Regions from separate parts of the Macaca mulatta genome. Here region 1 is linked to region 2. The links are chromatin contacts, called in public Hi-C maps. All regions are on one chromosome and are shown on one strand. The core of a region is the stretch at or near the end of the contact, and the rest is flanking DNA. Distances in the headings are between cores, read along the strand shown.

The links. Hi-C and Micro-C count contacts between places; a contact is called where the count stands out from the background.
Region 1: a Hi-C map of fetal cortex germinal zone shows a contact between it and region 2, with 2.0 times the contacts expected there. The contact joins two enhancer-like sites. A contact is called at or near these places in 2 of 14 Hi-C or Micro-C datasets (fetal cortex germinal zone and fetal cortical plate).

What each region holds. Positions count from the first base shown.
Region 1 is chr5:77,251,732-77,259,107 of T2T-MMU8v2.0, forward strand. All of the region lies in intron 2 of CRACD (capping protein inhibiting regulator of actin dynamics), which reads right to left. Among named protein-coding and RNA genes, the nearest start is that of AASDH, 160 kb to the left of the region's middle. Within about 2 kb of position 2,435, at least 6 of the 40 cell types and tissues checked have an H3K27ac peak or open chromatin away from gene starts, as enhancers often do. A contact at or near this core is called in fetal cortex germinal zone, where this site is marked.
Region 2 is chr5:77,184,091-77,191,072 of T2T-MMU8v2.0, forward strand. All of the region lies in intron 3 of CRACD (capping protein inhibiting regulator of actin dynamics), which reads right to left. Among named protein-coding and RNA genes, the nearest start is that of AASDH, 92 kb to the left of the region's middle. Within about 2 kb of position 4,726, at least 6 of the 40 cell types and tissues checked have an H3K27ac peak or open chromatin away from gene starts, as enhancers often do. A contact at or near this core is called in fetal cortex germinal zone, where this site is marked.

The DNA.
Region 1 (7,376 bases), core at 1,185-3,684, 65 kb after region 2:
CATTATGAAATACAGAATTCTTGTGAGATTCTTCCTGAAATTATCTAAAAGCCTTGGGGACTGAAATTATTTGCAGTCATAGGAAGAAAATTTCTAGGCTGGGCATGGTGGCTCATGACTGTAATTGTAACACTTTGTGGGGCTGAAGCAAGAGAATTGCTTGAGGCCAGGAGTTTGAGGTTACAGTGAGCTATGATCATACCACTGCACTCCAGCCTGGGTGACAGAGAGCCTGCTGAAAGAAAAGAGGGATGGGAAGGGAAGGGAAGGGGGGAGGGGAGGGGAAGGAGGGGAGAAGTAAAGAGAAGGGAAGGGGAAGGGGGGAGAAGGGAAGGAAAGGAGGGAGGGGAGGGGAAGAGAAGGGATGGGGAAGGGAAGGAAGGGGAAGGGAGGGAAAGAAAGCAGGCCAATATTTGGGGAGGCCAAAGCAGGAGGACTGCTTGAGCCCAGGAGTTTGAGACCAGCCTGGATAACAAGTGAGACCCTGTCTCTACTTGAAAAAAAAGAAAGGAAAAAAAAAGAAAAGAAGAAAATTCCTGCATATTCAAGCAGACATTTGTTAGGGATTAAATTGTGTCCCCCCCCCAAAAGATATCTTGAAGTCCTCACCCCTGCTATCTCAGAATGTAACATTATTTGGAGACAGTGTCTTTACAGAAGTAATCAAGTTAAAATGGGGTCATTAGGGTGGCCCTAATCCAATAAGGCTGATGTCCTTGCAGAAAGGGGAAATTTAGAGACAAAGACACACCTAGAGAAAGATAACATAAAGACACAAGGGCAACATCATGTACAAGCCGAGGAACACCTGAGGCTACCAGAAGCCAGGACAGAGGCTGGAAGAAGATTCTCCCTCACAGCCCTCAGAAGGAGCCAACCCTGCCAACACTTTGGTTTTGGATTTCTAGCCTCCATAACTGTGACACGATTGTAAAACAGAAACAAAATGCTAAGTTCCCACAACCAACTGAATGAACCCTTCCTCTTGGCCGAGGGCATTCCAAAGTTAATCTGAAAAACCAATTCAGGCCGCTATAGGAAGTGGTGGTCAAATATGCCTCATTATTTATACCTTCCTCCCTTTGCAATTCAGGCACAGCTTACCAGCATTAACATTAAAACAGAGACTTTAATACTGACAGAAGGGACCCTTTAAGTCTGATAAGAAACATTTACAATCTATTCTCTCTGAAGCCTGCTACCTGGAGGCTCCATCTGCATAATAAGAACTTTGGTCTCCACAACCTCTTATCTTAACCCAGACACTCCCTTCTATTGATTCCAGGTCTTTAAATAAACTCTTTCAACCAGCTGCCAACCAGAAAATCTTTCAATCCACCTAGGACCTGGAAGCCCTCCCCTCTCCCACCCCACCTCCCCCTTCTGGACTGAACCAATGTACATGTTACATGTATTAATTGATATCTTATGTCTCTCTAAAATGTATAAAACCAAGCTGAAGCCCAACCACCTTGGGCAAATGTTGTTAGGACCTTCTGAGGTTGTGTCATGAGTATGTCCTTAACCTTGGCAAAACAAACTTCTAAATTGATTGAGACTTGTCTCAGATACTTCTTGGTTTACGCAATCAATAAGTCTGTTGTTCAAGCCACCTAGTTTGTGGTATTTTGTTAGGGTGGCGTCCCTAGGAAACTCAGACATCTGATGAGAATGACCCCCAGCCAGTGCTACCAGGAATCAATTCCAGGTTTACAGAGGGACCCCTCTGAATGTTAATAAAAATATACAGCTTAGCTTTCTGTAAAAAGTAAAACTGAGAGATTTTCTACTTCAGAATAATTTTCATATTTCTGCAAAGGCCAATTTTAAATGCCGCTTCTCTCCAAATACTACATTACCACTTTTGCCAAACTAGGATATGGAACATAGTCTTTCACACTCACACACAGATACACACACACACACACCCCCCACACAGAGAGTCTAAGCCTCTATTTGGTCTTGAATAGATCGGAAGTTCCTACAGTTACTGGGACTATGATTCCAACCGATGCCTGTCAGTTTAGCAGATGAGACTGGAACAGCTGTATCTTCAATACACAACATTGTCTTAAATAGATGCTCAGAATGAATTACAATTAAATTACAGAGCTGTCAAAAAGGGTTATAATTATAGCATTTATTCACCACATTTACAAGGCCAGACATACACAAAAGGAACAGAAGGCTGAAGAAAAAGAACAAAAAACCCACTCCACATTACTTACCTCAGCAGGAAATCTGGTTGGGGGAGAGAGGAAGACGAGTTAGTTATCATGCAAAGAGCCCATTTCCTGCAACCACACAGCTTTGTGTTTCCAGAGGGTCTCCCATTCCAGAAGTTGGAGGCGCTTTAAGACATCATCTGGTGGCAATGCATTTCTCTTTTACAATTGGAAAAGGTAGGGCCAACAAGGTTGCCATGACTCACCCACAGCTACAGACAAGCAAGGGAGGAGCTGGGACCTGAACCAAGAGCAAGGGCTACTCCCACCAGTGGGCTGAACAAGAAAAGCAAAATCAGGACAGCCAGACCTGGTCCCTTGTTTTGCTCTCATCTATTAAGAGCATATTAATTTACCCTGCAGTTATTTATCATGCAGTTCTTTTAGAAGGCTTGGAAATCATCCTTCAGTTTCTGCTAAAATGACACAAGATAAAAGAGAGGAAGAAAATCCCCAACTGCCATTTATGCTAGTCAATTCTGTTACTAATCAATAATGCATTTAGAACAACCGGAAGAATGGCATAATTCTCTTAGTCACCTTCAACCTCAGCATCCAAAAGATAAATTGAGGATAGTAATACTATTCAGTGAGCAAAATTTTGAATTTAAAAAAAAAAAAAACAAAAAAAAAACCTAACTAGATCACCATCCATGGTTTCAATCAGGCAATCAACAAATATCTATTGTGCTGTCTCTATGTGTGACATTGTGCTAGAGACTGTCAAGGGCATAAACAGGTGACAGACTTAGATTCGTTTCTCAAGAGCTCATAGTCCAGTTGAAGAGACAAGATACAAATAAAGTAAAACAAGGCAGTAAATATGCATTCTGATAAACTGCCAATTCAATCATCATATGCCAATTCTATCATATGCACAAGTGCAATGGACTAAATATTTATGTTGCCCCAGGATTAATATACTGAAATTCTTTTTTTTTTTTTTTTTTTCTTTTTTTGAGAGGGAGTCTCGCTCTGTCGCCCAGGCTGGAGTGCAGTGGCGTGATCTCCGCTCACTGCAAGCTCCACTTCCCAGGTTCACGCCACTCTCCTGCCTCAGCCTCCTGAGTAGCTGGGACTGCAGGCACCCACCACCACGCCCGGCTAACTTTTTTTGTATTTTTAGTAGAGATGGGGTTTCACCATGTTAGCCAGGATGGTCTCGATCTCCTGACCTCGTGATGTGCCCGCCTTGGCCTCCCAAAGTGCTGGAATTACAGGTGTGAGCCACCGCACCCAGCCAATATGCTGAAATTCTAACTGCCAAGGTGATGGTATTAGGAGGTGGGGCCTCCAGGAAATGACTAGGTCATTAGGGCAGTGCTCTCATGAATGGGATTAGTGTCCTTATAAAGACATATGAGCCAGGCACGGTGACTCCAGTGCTTTGGAAGGCTGAGGTGAGAGGATCACTTGAGCTCAGGAGTTCAAGACCAGCCTGGGCAACATAGTAAGACCCCATCTCTACAAAAAATTTTAAAAATTAAAAAAATTAGCTGAGTGTGGTGGTATGTGCTTGTGGTCCTAGCTACTTGGGAGGCTGAGGTGGGAAGAATGCTTGAGCCCAGGAGTTTGAAGTTAGAGTAAGCTATGACTGTGCCACTGCACTCCAGCCTGGGTGAAAGAGCAGTACACTGTCTCTTTTTTTTTTTCTCTTTGAGACGGAGTCTCGCACTGTTGCCCGGGCTGGAGCGCAATGGTGCAATCTCAGCTCACTGCAACCTCTGCCTCGCAGGTTCACATGATTCTCCTGCCTCAGCCTCCCGAGCAGCCAGGATTATAGGTGCACGCCACCACACCCAACTAATTTTTCGTGTTTTTAGTAGAGACAGGGTTTCACTAGGTTGGTCAGACTGGTCTTGAACTCCTGACCTTATGATTTGCCTACTTCAGCCTCCCAAAGTGCTGGGATTATAGGCGTGAGCCACTGTGCTTAAAAAAAAAACTGTTTTATACACACACACACACACACACACACACACACATATAGAGAGAGAGAGAGAGGGAGAAATGGGGGGGGGGGAGAGAGAGAGAGAGAGTCTATGTCTCCAGGTTGGAGTGCAGTGGCACGATATCGGCTCACTGCAACCTCTGCCTCCTGGGTTCCAGCAATTCTCCTGCCTCAGTCTCCCGAGTGGCTGGGACTACAGGCAAGTGCTGCCATGCCCAGCTAATTTTTGCATTTTTAGTGGAGATGGATTTTCATCATGTTGGCCAGGATGGTGTCGATCTCCTGACCTCATAATCTGCCCACCTCGGCCTCCCAAAGTGCTGGGATTACAGGTGTGAGCCACCATGCCCGGCCTATATTTTTTAAATAAAAAAATACATGTGCAGGTTTGTTATTTTTTTTTTAATTACAAAAAAAATCTGAGAGAAACCCCTCACCCCTTTCATGATGTGGACTGACAGTGAGAAGTCAGCCGTCTACAAGGAAGCAGGCCCTCACCAGACACCAAATCGGACAGTGCCTCGATCTTGGATTTTCCAGCCTTTAGAACTGTGAGAAATCAGTTTCTGTTGTTTATAAACCACCCAGGGTGGTATTTTGTTAAAACAGCTGAATGGACTAAGACAAGAAATTCACAGCAAGGAGAAAATTACCTGAGTCTTACCAATCTGTTTCTCATACTTTCTACCCTGAATGTGACTATTCAGCTTTCTTATTATCTTCAGGTTTACTGGATATTTTCCTAAAAATTTATTTCAGTTGGTCATTCAGCTGTTAAACTAGGTTTAGCCTAAAGCTATCTTTACATATTTTAAGTTCAGCCAAAAGGTTTCCCCATAGTAAACTGTAACCCAACTATTTATGTAAACAGAGCATACTACTCTTGTGCTAATCACCAAGTACTGGCCAATCAAAGGTGACCAACTGTTCAAACTGTGTTCAAATAAGGCAAATGCCAAACTGTAACCAATCCAGAAATAAGGCAAACACCGAACTGTGTAACCAATCCAGCTGTTTCCACACCTCACTTCCATTTACTGATGTCACTTTCCTTTTTCTGTCCATAAATCTTCCAAAATGTGGCTGTACTGGAGTCTCTCTGCATGTACTCTGGCCTGGGGATTGGGGGTGTAGGGGCTGGTGAAGTAGAGGTGATCCCTGATTCATGACTTATTCTTTGCTCAATTAAACTTATTTTATTTCATTTTATTTTTGAGATGGAGTTTCACTCTTGTTGCCCAGGCTGGAGTGCAATGGCGCGATCTTGGCTCACTGCAACCTCTGCCTCCTGGGTTCAAGTGATTCTCCTGCCTCAGCCTCCCTGAATAGCTGGGATTACAGGCATACACCACCATGCCTGGCTAATTTTGTATTTTTAGTAACGATGGGGTTTCTCCATGTTGGTCAGGCTGGTCTCAAACCCCTAACCTCAGGTGATCCACCTGCTTCGGCCTCCCAAAGTGCTGGGATTATAGGTGTGACCCACTGCGCCTGGTCTGAATTAAACTCTTTACTTTGTCTAAGGTTTGTCTTTTAACAGATGGTATCTGAAGTGAGATCCAAAGTAGAGCTTACAGAGACCTCCAGGAGTACTGAATGACCAAGAGATTTTACCTGCTAGGCCCATTGTGTCCACTGCTTTCATTCAGCAACTGAGGGCCATGGTAAGTTCTCTCTTGGATTCCAAAGCTCCACAGATTTGTGTTATGAGTTCTCTGAGTTTGTTTGAGCAAATTTCTGATGCAAACTGGATTTGGAAGTGATGACAGAAACTGGGCTGGGTCCAGGATCAGAATGGATCCAATAACTAACTGGCTTGGATCCATTTAGAGGCCTTAGATATCTGACTGGGTCAGAAACTGGTAGTAAATGGCAATATTGCAGGGGTGGCAAACTTAGGCTTTGGAAATTTGCAGGTATTTTTGTGTTCTCCCTACTTTGTTTCTTTTTTTGTGCGTACTTTGGTAGGGAAAAATCATTGGCTAAGTTGATCAAGGGGATATGAGAGCCCAAGCCAACATTCGAGGTAAAAATGAGATCCTTAGTTTCAAAAGAATTAACTACTCCACTGTCCAGCTATGCCAACATTTACATGTGGAAGTGTTACTGGAAAGGGGTCCTGATACAGACCCCAAGAAAGGGTGCTTGCCTCTTGCACAAGAACGAACTCAGGGCATGTCCACAGAGTAAAGTGTAAGTAAGTTTATTAAGAAAGTAGGCCGGGCGTGGTGGCTCAAGCCTGTAATCCCAGCACTTTGGGAGGCCGAGACGGGCGGATCACGAGGTCAGGAGATCGAGACCATCCTGGCTAACATGGTGAAACCCTGTCTCTACTAAAAAATACAAAAAAAAACTAGCCGGGCGAGGTGGCGGGCGCCTGTACTCCCAGCTACTCGGGAGGCTGAGGCAGGAGAATGGCGTAAACCCAGGAGGCGAAGCTTGCAGTGAGCTAAGATCCGGCCACTGCACTCCAGCCTGGGCGACAGAGCGAGACTCCGTCTCAAAAAAAAGAAAAAAAAAAGAAAAAAGAAAGTAAAGGAGTAACTGAATGGCTACTTCATAAACAGAACAGCCCCAACGGCTGCTGGTTGGCTATTTTTATGTTTTTTTCTTGATTATATGCTAACCAATGGGTATTCATGTGTTTTCCAAGAAAGGGATGGGAAATTCCTGGAGCTGCAGGCTCCTCCCTGTTTTAGACTATATAAGGTAACTTCCAGATGTTGTTACTGCATTTGTAAACTATAATGGTGCCAGTGGGAGTGTCTTTTAGCATACTAATGTATTATAATTAGCATATAATGAGCAGTGAGGGTGACCAGAAGTCATTCTCATCGTCATCTTGGTTCTGGCAGGTTTTGTCTGGCTTCTTTACTGTATCCCGTTTCATCAGCAGGGTCTTTGTGACCTGTATCTTGTGCCAACCTCCTAGCTCAGCCTGCAACTAAAAATGCCTAGCCTCCTGGGGATACAGCTCAGCAGGTCTTGATAGTGGCAGGAGGCATTCAAATACCTAGGCAGATTGGGGCAGGTCCCCAGTGATACCCCACCTCCAGGCCAAAACAGTTTAAAGCCTGAAAGCCAAGCTACAAGTCACATCCATGGACCAGACTGACAGCCTGTCTTCCCATTTGGCACACTTTCCTCTAATTAATCCCCATCCTTCCCCTGTTTTACATATACCTATCCTTCCCTAATTG
Region 2 (6,982 bases), core at 3,476-5,975:
TGAAAACCTGATCCTGGTACCTGATGCACAGAACAATAGCCCCTAGGGTGTCATCCATGCAACTCCTACCCAAGAAGGTTCAAATATCATGAACCCACTCCAGGAACTATTAGCTACAGACTAGAGGCTTTGAATAGGTTGAGTCAATTCTAAGGGAAGATGCATTTAGCACTAAGAAAAACTCACAGAGGTTTACAGGGTCCTGTTCTACCTACATCTTAAAACATTTAAGCCCTCTGATCTAACTCATTATGGGTTTAGAAAGACAGCAGGAAACACACATTGGTGTTTCTCCTTTACTCCACCTCCTCTTTCCTTTCATTTACCCAGAGTTAGATGAATTAACTCCAAGATTCTACCTAGAGGCTCCAAACGACTACTTTAGGGCCAGGCATGCTGGATAATGGCTATAATCCCAACGCTTTGAGCAGGGAGAATAGTTTGAACCCAGGAATTCAAGATCAGCCTGGGAACCATGGCAAGAGCCCATCTCTACAAAAAATAATTTAAAAAATTAGCCAGGTTGACTGGGCACAGTGACTCTTGCCTATAATCCCAGCACTGTGGGAGGCCGAGGTAGGCAGATCGCCTGAGGTCAGGAGTTCAACACCACCCTGGCCAAGATGGTGAAACCCCCTCTACTAAAAAAATAAAAATTAGCTGGGCATGGTGGTTCATGCCTGTAAACCCAGCTACTCGGGAGGCTGAGACAGAAGAATCCCTTGAACCTGGGAGACAGAGGTTGCACTGAGCCAAAATCGTGCCACTTGACTCCAGCCTGGGTAACAGAGTGAGACTCTGTATCTAAAAAAAAAGAAAAAAAAAAAAATTCAGCCAGGCATAGTGCTGCACATCTGCAGTCCCTGCTACTCAGGAGGCTGAAGCAGGCAGATTGCTTGAGCCCAGGAATCCGAGGCTGCAGTGAGTTATGATCACGTCACTGCACTCCAGCCTAGGTGACAAAGGCCCTGCCTCTAAAAATAAAAGAAAATAAAAGGCTGTTATAGAACAAATAACACAGTACTGTCAGGCTCACTTTGGTAGCAAATACATCAAAATACAGGGCATTTTGAAGGGCCTATTTCTGTGCTTAAAGTTGTCAAGAGCTTAGCAAACTCAGTGGAGGCCTGGATGGGTCATCGCAATTTGCTGGAATAGTATATGGATAGGATGATTATGCTCATAAGCATGCCAGCAGCAATGGTTAGGGCTCACATACTGTAACCTTTGCTCAGGTGAAGCTTTTATTTTTATTATTACTTTTTATGTTGAAGTTTCCTTAACTGTTAACTGGGGATAATAATAGGCCCTACCTCACAGAGCTTTCACTAGAATTAAATGTATGATATGTAAGACACGAAGAATGGTGTAAGCAGTGCTGGGCATGGTGACTCACACCTATCATCCTAGTGCTTTGGGAGACCAAGGCAGGAGGATGGCTTGAGGCCAGGAGTCTGAGACCAGCCTGGGCAACAACACTACAAGACCCTGTCTCTAAAAATAAAAAATAAAAAAAATCATGGGGCGTGGTGGCCCGTGCCTGTCGTCCCAGCTACTCAGGAGGCTGAGGTGGGAGGACTGCTTGAATTCAGGAGTTTGAGGCTGCAGTGAGCTGTGATCTCACCACTGCACTCCAGCCTTTGTGACAGAGCAAGACACTGTCTCCTAAAAAAAAAGTTATTATCTAATGTCACCCTACTTCAAGCACCCAAGAGGCAAACCTGACCTGTCAGTTCCTCAAATACCATCACTGGGTTCTATTACCGCATCGGCTCTTCTGCTGCACGGACTGCCCAGTGCCAGTCTCACAATTCGGTCCTTACCCACTGATGTGGTTTGGATTTGTGTCCCCGCCCAAATCTCATGTTGAATTGGAGGGGCGGCCTGGTGGGAAGTGACTGGATCATGGGGGTGGATTCCGTCATGCTGTTCTTGTGATAGTGAGTGCATTCTCACAAGATATGATGGTTGAAAAGTGTGTGGCACTTCCCCCTTCTCTCTTTGTCTCTCCTGCTCTACCATGGTAAGATGTGTGTGCTACCCCTTCACCTTTCAGCATGACTGTAAGCTTCCTGAGGCCTCCCAGCCATGCTTCCTGTTAAGCTTGTGGAACTGTGAGTCCATTAAACCTCTTTTCCGTATAAATCACACAGTCTCGTTATATCAATGTGAAAACAGACTAATACACCGTATTTTGAGGTCCAGCTCAAACCTTATCAACCCCATACACCTTTTCTTGCTCCCTTTTGTCCCTCAGGAATCCCTTTGCATGAATCTCATACTGTTTGATGTTACGGTTACTGTAACCAAGACGTTAACAAGAGAGAACATAAAAGTACTTTGCATGTTGTAAAGCAAAACACAGATGTGATTTTTTTTTTTTTGAGACAGAATCTTACTCTGTAGCCCAGGCTGGAGTGCAGTGGCACCGTGTCAGCTCACTGCAACCCTCCGTCTTCTGGGTTCAAGCAATTCTCCTGCTTCAGCCTCCCAAGTAGCTGGGATTATAGGTGCCCACTACCACGTCTGGCTAATTTTTACATTTTTAGTAGAGATGGGGTTTCACCATGTTGGTTAGGCTGGTCTTGAACTCCTAACCTCAGGCGATCCACCTGCCTTGGCATCCCAAAGTGCTGGGATTAGAGGCGTGAGACACCGTGCCTGGCCAATGTGATTTTACTGACAATAGTGATACCATCTTATCTCCACCCCAGCACCTCATGTGTGGCATGAGGTCAGGGATCACATCTATTATCTGTTTTTCCCATAGTGCTTTCATTATCAAATTTGTCAGCCTTTTTTTTTTTTTTTTTTTTCCACTTTAGGATGGGTTCTTACTATGTTGACCAGGCTAGTCTGAAACTCCTGGGCTCAAGGAATCCTCCCACCTCAGCCTCCCAAAGTGCTAGTATCACAGGTGTGAGCCGCTGTGCCCCACCAAACATTTTCAATGGATGAGAAAATGATAACTACTGTAGGGTGAGTTGGTTTACTAGGTGGGTTTTCTGTAGAGAGGTCACCGAGGTAATGGAAAGTGTGATGCAGATGTGTTATGGGAAAATGCAGAATATGTTCAGATCATGGCTGTTTTCCATGAGGTCACTTCACAAAGCTCCAAGAAGCCAATGGGTGGGCAAGTCAGGAGGCTGTTCAGCCTCTCTCAAGGCTTTTTGAGCCTTCTTTTCAACTTAAACCAGGTAACTGCTCCAGGCTTTGCTTCCTACTTTCTATTTCAAACCTTCTCTCTCACATCTAGTTTCCTGGTGTCTACATGTGTCAGTTACCATTCTGAGCTGTAGGCAACAGAAACTTTGTCTTACTCAACCTAAAGAAAATGTACTAGAAGTATAGTGGAGGCTCACAGAACAAAAGAAGCCAGACTGCAGGCTTGGAAAAACACTGGAGTTAGGTAGGAGAGTTCTAGAGCCTAGGCATCAGGAGCCACAGCCGCCATTAGGCCAGAGTGAGCCGGTAACTACTCTTCCTAGAAGTTGTGTTCCTTACATCTTTGACTCACCGGCCAAGTCAAAGTCCTAAGGGAGAACATGTGATTGGCCAGGCTGGGTTGCAGGCTCATGCCAGGCTGCAGTGGGAATGGAGGTGGAAGATCTGATCCTTTTGATTTCTGTCCTAGGAAGCAGGCACTATGTCCTATCAGAGCTATACACAGCAAGGTAAAGACGACTCCCTAAAAGGGAAGGAGCTTTCAGGGGGTCACCTTGACTCGAGAAGGGGAACTGGATGCTAATGGCTAAGTGACCAAAAAACAGCTACCACACTATGCTTCTAGGTCTGCGTCTGGATTCTCTCTTCTAGTCTAGCTCACCTGGACGGATGACTCACGTGCACAACTCCCTGTATTGTGACTCTACTTCTCCCCAGGAGGCTGCCCTTCTTTCTTGGTGGCATGTGCTGCTGCCTGAGAGCAAAGGATGTCACACCCCATGGTCCTGGGATGCTGACACCCAGGCCCAGTGCTCTATGCTCATACCTATCTGGAGGAAGGGGAGAGAAGAGACAGAGGTGTATGCTGGGTCTGCGGCCTGGAGCTCAGCACATTGGAAGGTCAGAGCAGAGAGAGAGGTTGCAAAGGAAAGTAAAACAAACTAAGTTAGCCCTGCAGCCATGCTACTCCGTCTCCCACCCACCAGGCACTTAGTGCTAAGGAGAGCAGAGAGGCCTCAGGAAGAGCAATCTCCATTTTAAGCTCTGTTGTCTGATGCCACTATCTGCTAAAGATAGCGTCTATGCGAAAGGAACAATGAAAAGCAAGGGGAAGTTTGGTAGGCAGAGGCATTTCTGAGAAAGTTCTCCGCATTCACCATAATACAAGACAGGAACTGCCTTCTTTCTGTCCGTGGTCTTTGTCATCCTCCTGTGACACCTGGAACTGTGACAGTCATCTTGTGACCACGAGGGAACAAACCTGAGGACAAGAGGCCACTCCCCGAGGATGCCAGAGAAAAAGGGACTCAGATTGGATCCTGGGGATGTTGCTGGGCCATTTCATCAACCAACCTTGGAACCTGGAAAGTCTTCCAGACTTTCTGGTCCATCAGACAATATACTTGATTCCTGTTGAAGATGCTAGTAGTTCTGATTTCTGTTATAACTGAAATCGTCCTACCTGATACAGCTTTCGAGCCACTCTTCTAAGCACTGGGCACAATCTAAGACCTGCTGACATCATCCAACTGTGGAGTGCGAGCCTACAGAGGGAAATTCTTCCCATCCAAAAAAGGAGAAGGCTTTCTGCAGCTGCACAGTGAATGCATGCCTCAGGCCAGCCCTCCTATTCCTTATCCTTTGTCTTTTTTGGACAAGAATCATGTAATTTGGGACCATAGATATTGGGTAATTACTATGGCAATGATTAGGGATTCACTTCAGGAATAAGGAAATATAATTATAGTCCCATTTCAGCTTGTTTCCATGACAACAGGGGCAATTGCAATTGATCAGCAGTTTTCTTCCTAAATAGATTCGTGAGTCTCATTCAAATGAAATGTTAAAGAGCAATTAAATACCCTCATCAAACAAACTAGAATTGCTGGAAGCGACTGGAGTCAGATTATCTGATTTAGAGGCTCATCCAGAACTTGGGTATTCTATCAAAATATATGGTACTTGATAGGCTATAGTGTACCAAATTATCTGTTAATTACAAAAGAAACCGGGTATGTCATATAAATTCAAGGAAGAGGAGGAAAGTTTGGAATCTCAAAGGGAGAATCTTAGAATTGGAAGTCAGAGGGTCATCTACTGCAGTCTGTAAAGTTCAGTCCTGTGTCTATAGCACCTAGGACAAGTGATCCTCTAACTTGCCTCTAAAGTCCACTTCACAGGCTTCCATGCTATTTATTCCACTCCGTTTCCCCATGTGGAGAAAGATCTTTTCATAAACCTCTGTAGCTGTCATTTGAATCAATTTTCCTCTGGTTAATGCTCTGGAAATAGTAGTCATCAATATTCTCTTCATCTCAATACTAATATTAACCTGCTTTTTAAAGTGCTTTATTGCAGATAGCACAATGTCATGTGCATTTTTGTCCTTCTAGTAATCCTGGGAGATGAAGGGGCTAGCTAGGTTAGGGTCACACAGCTCTCGAGTGAAACACCTGGCTTCCCGAGAGGTCCCTAGCTCCTGTTCTGCTGCATTTACAACATATTGTATCTCTAAGAATCGCTATACCTCAGCAGTCCCCAACCTTTTCAGCACCAGGAACCGGTTTTGTGGAAGACAATTTTTTCATGGACAGGGGGTGGGAGGATTGTTTCAGGATGAAACTGTTCCACCTCAGATTATCAGGCATTAAACTCTCATAAAAAGCACGCCACCTAGATCCCTCGCATGCACAGTTCACAATAGGGTTCATGCTCCCATGAGAATCTAATGCCGCTGCTGAGCTGATAGGAGGTGGAGCTCAGGCAGTAACGCCCCCTTGCCTGCCACTTACCTCCTGCTGTGCGGCCTGGTTCCTAACAGGCCACAGACCAGTACTGGTTCACCACCTGGGGGTTGGGGACCCCTGCTATAACTGATTCATCAACCTTCTTTTTCTCTAGACTTCTTCAGCTCAGCTCTGTTGATTTTCCTGCTTAGTCCCTAATTTTTATTTAATTTTTATTTAAATAAAATCCCTAATTTTATTTATTTATTTGCACCTTTTCACCATTCCCTATTCAATTTCAGCACATTCCATGTTCCTAAGGATAGAGGATAAACAATCAAGTATAACAGGTCCTTTCTGACTTCATCCTCTGAAAAGCAGCAAGATCAGGTGAATCAATGCACACAAGGATAAGCCGGGAACCTGAACTTCACTATAATTTCACTGGTGACATGATGTCTCATGACACCAACTGTGGATTCTTCCTTTTCCAGCAGGTCAGAGGGACTGTGATACTCTTTACCAAGGTGGGAAACTGGAGGCCAAATTAGATGAACACTGACTTGTCCAGTGGGAAAAGTCAGTATGGCGAAGAACAATAATCATGCATTCATTCACTGAATAAATGCTTACTGAATAGCTGCTATGTGCCAGGCCCAGCGTTAGAGGCTGGAAATACAATCAATGGCAAGTCACAAGGCTTACTTTTAGGGAAAGGTCAAGGAAGCTGTGAGAACAATGTCAGGGGGAGGGGCCTGATCTAGGCTGAGGGAATCAGAGAAAGCTTGCTCTCCTAAAGAAGGCACATTTGGCCAGGCGCGGTGGCTCAAGCCTGTAATCCCAGCACTTTGGGAGGCCGAGATGGGCGGATCACGAGGTCAGGAGATCGAGAGACGATCCCGGCTAACACGGTGAAACCCCGTCTCTACTAAAAAATACAAAAAAATAGCCGGGCGAGGTGGCGGGCGCCTGTAGTCCCAGCTACTCGGGAGGCTGAGGCAGGAGAATGGCGTAAACCCGGGAGGCGGAGCTTGCAGTGAGCTGAGATCCGGCCACTGCACTCCAGCCTGGGTGACAGAGCAAGACTCCGT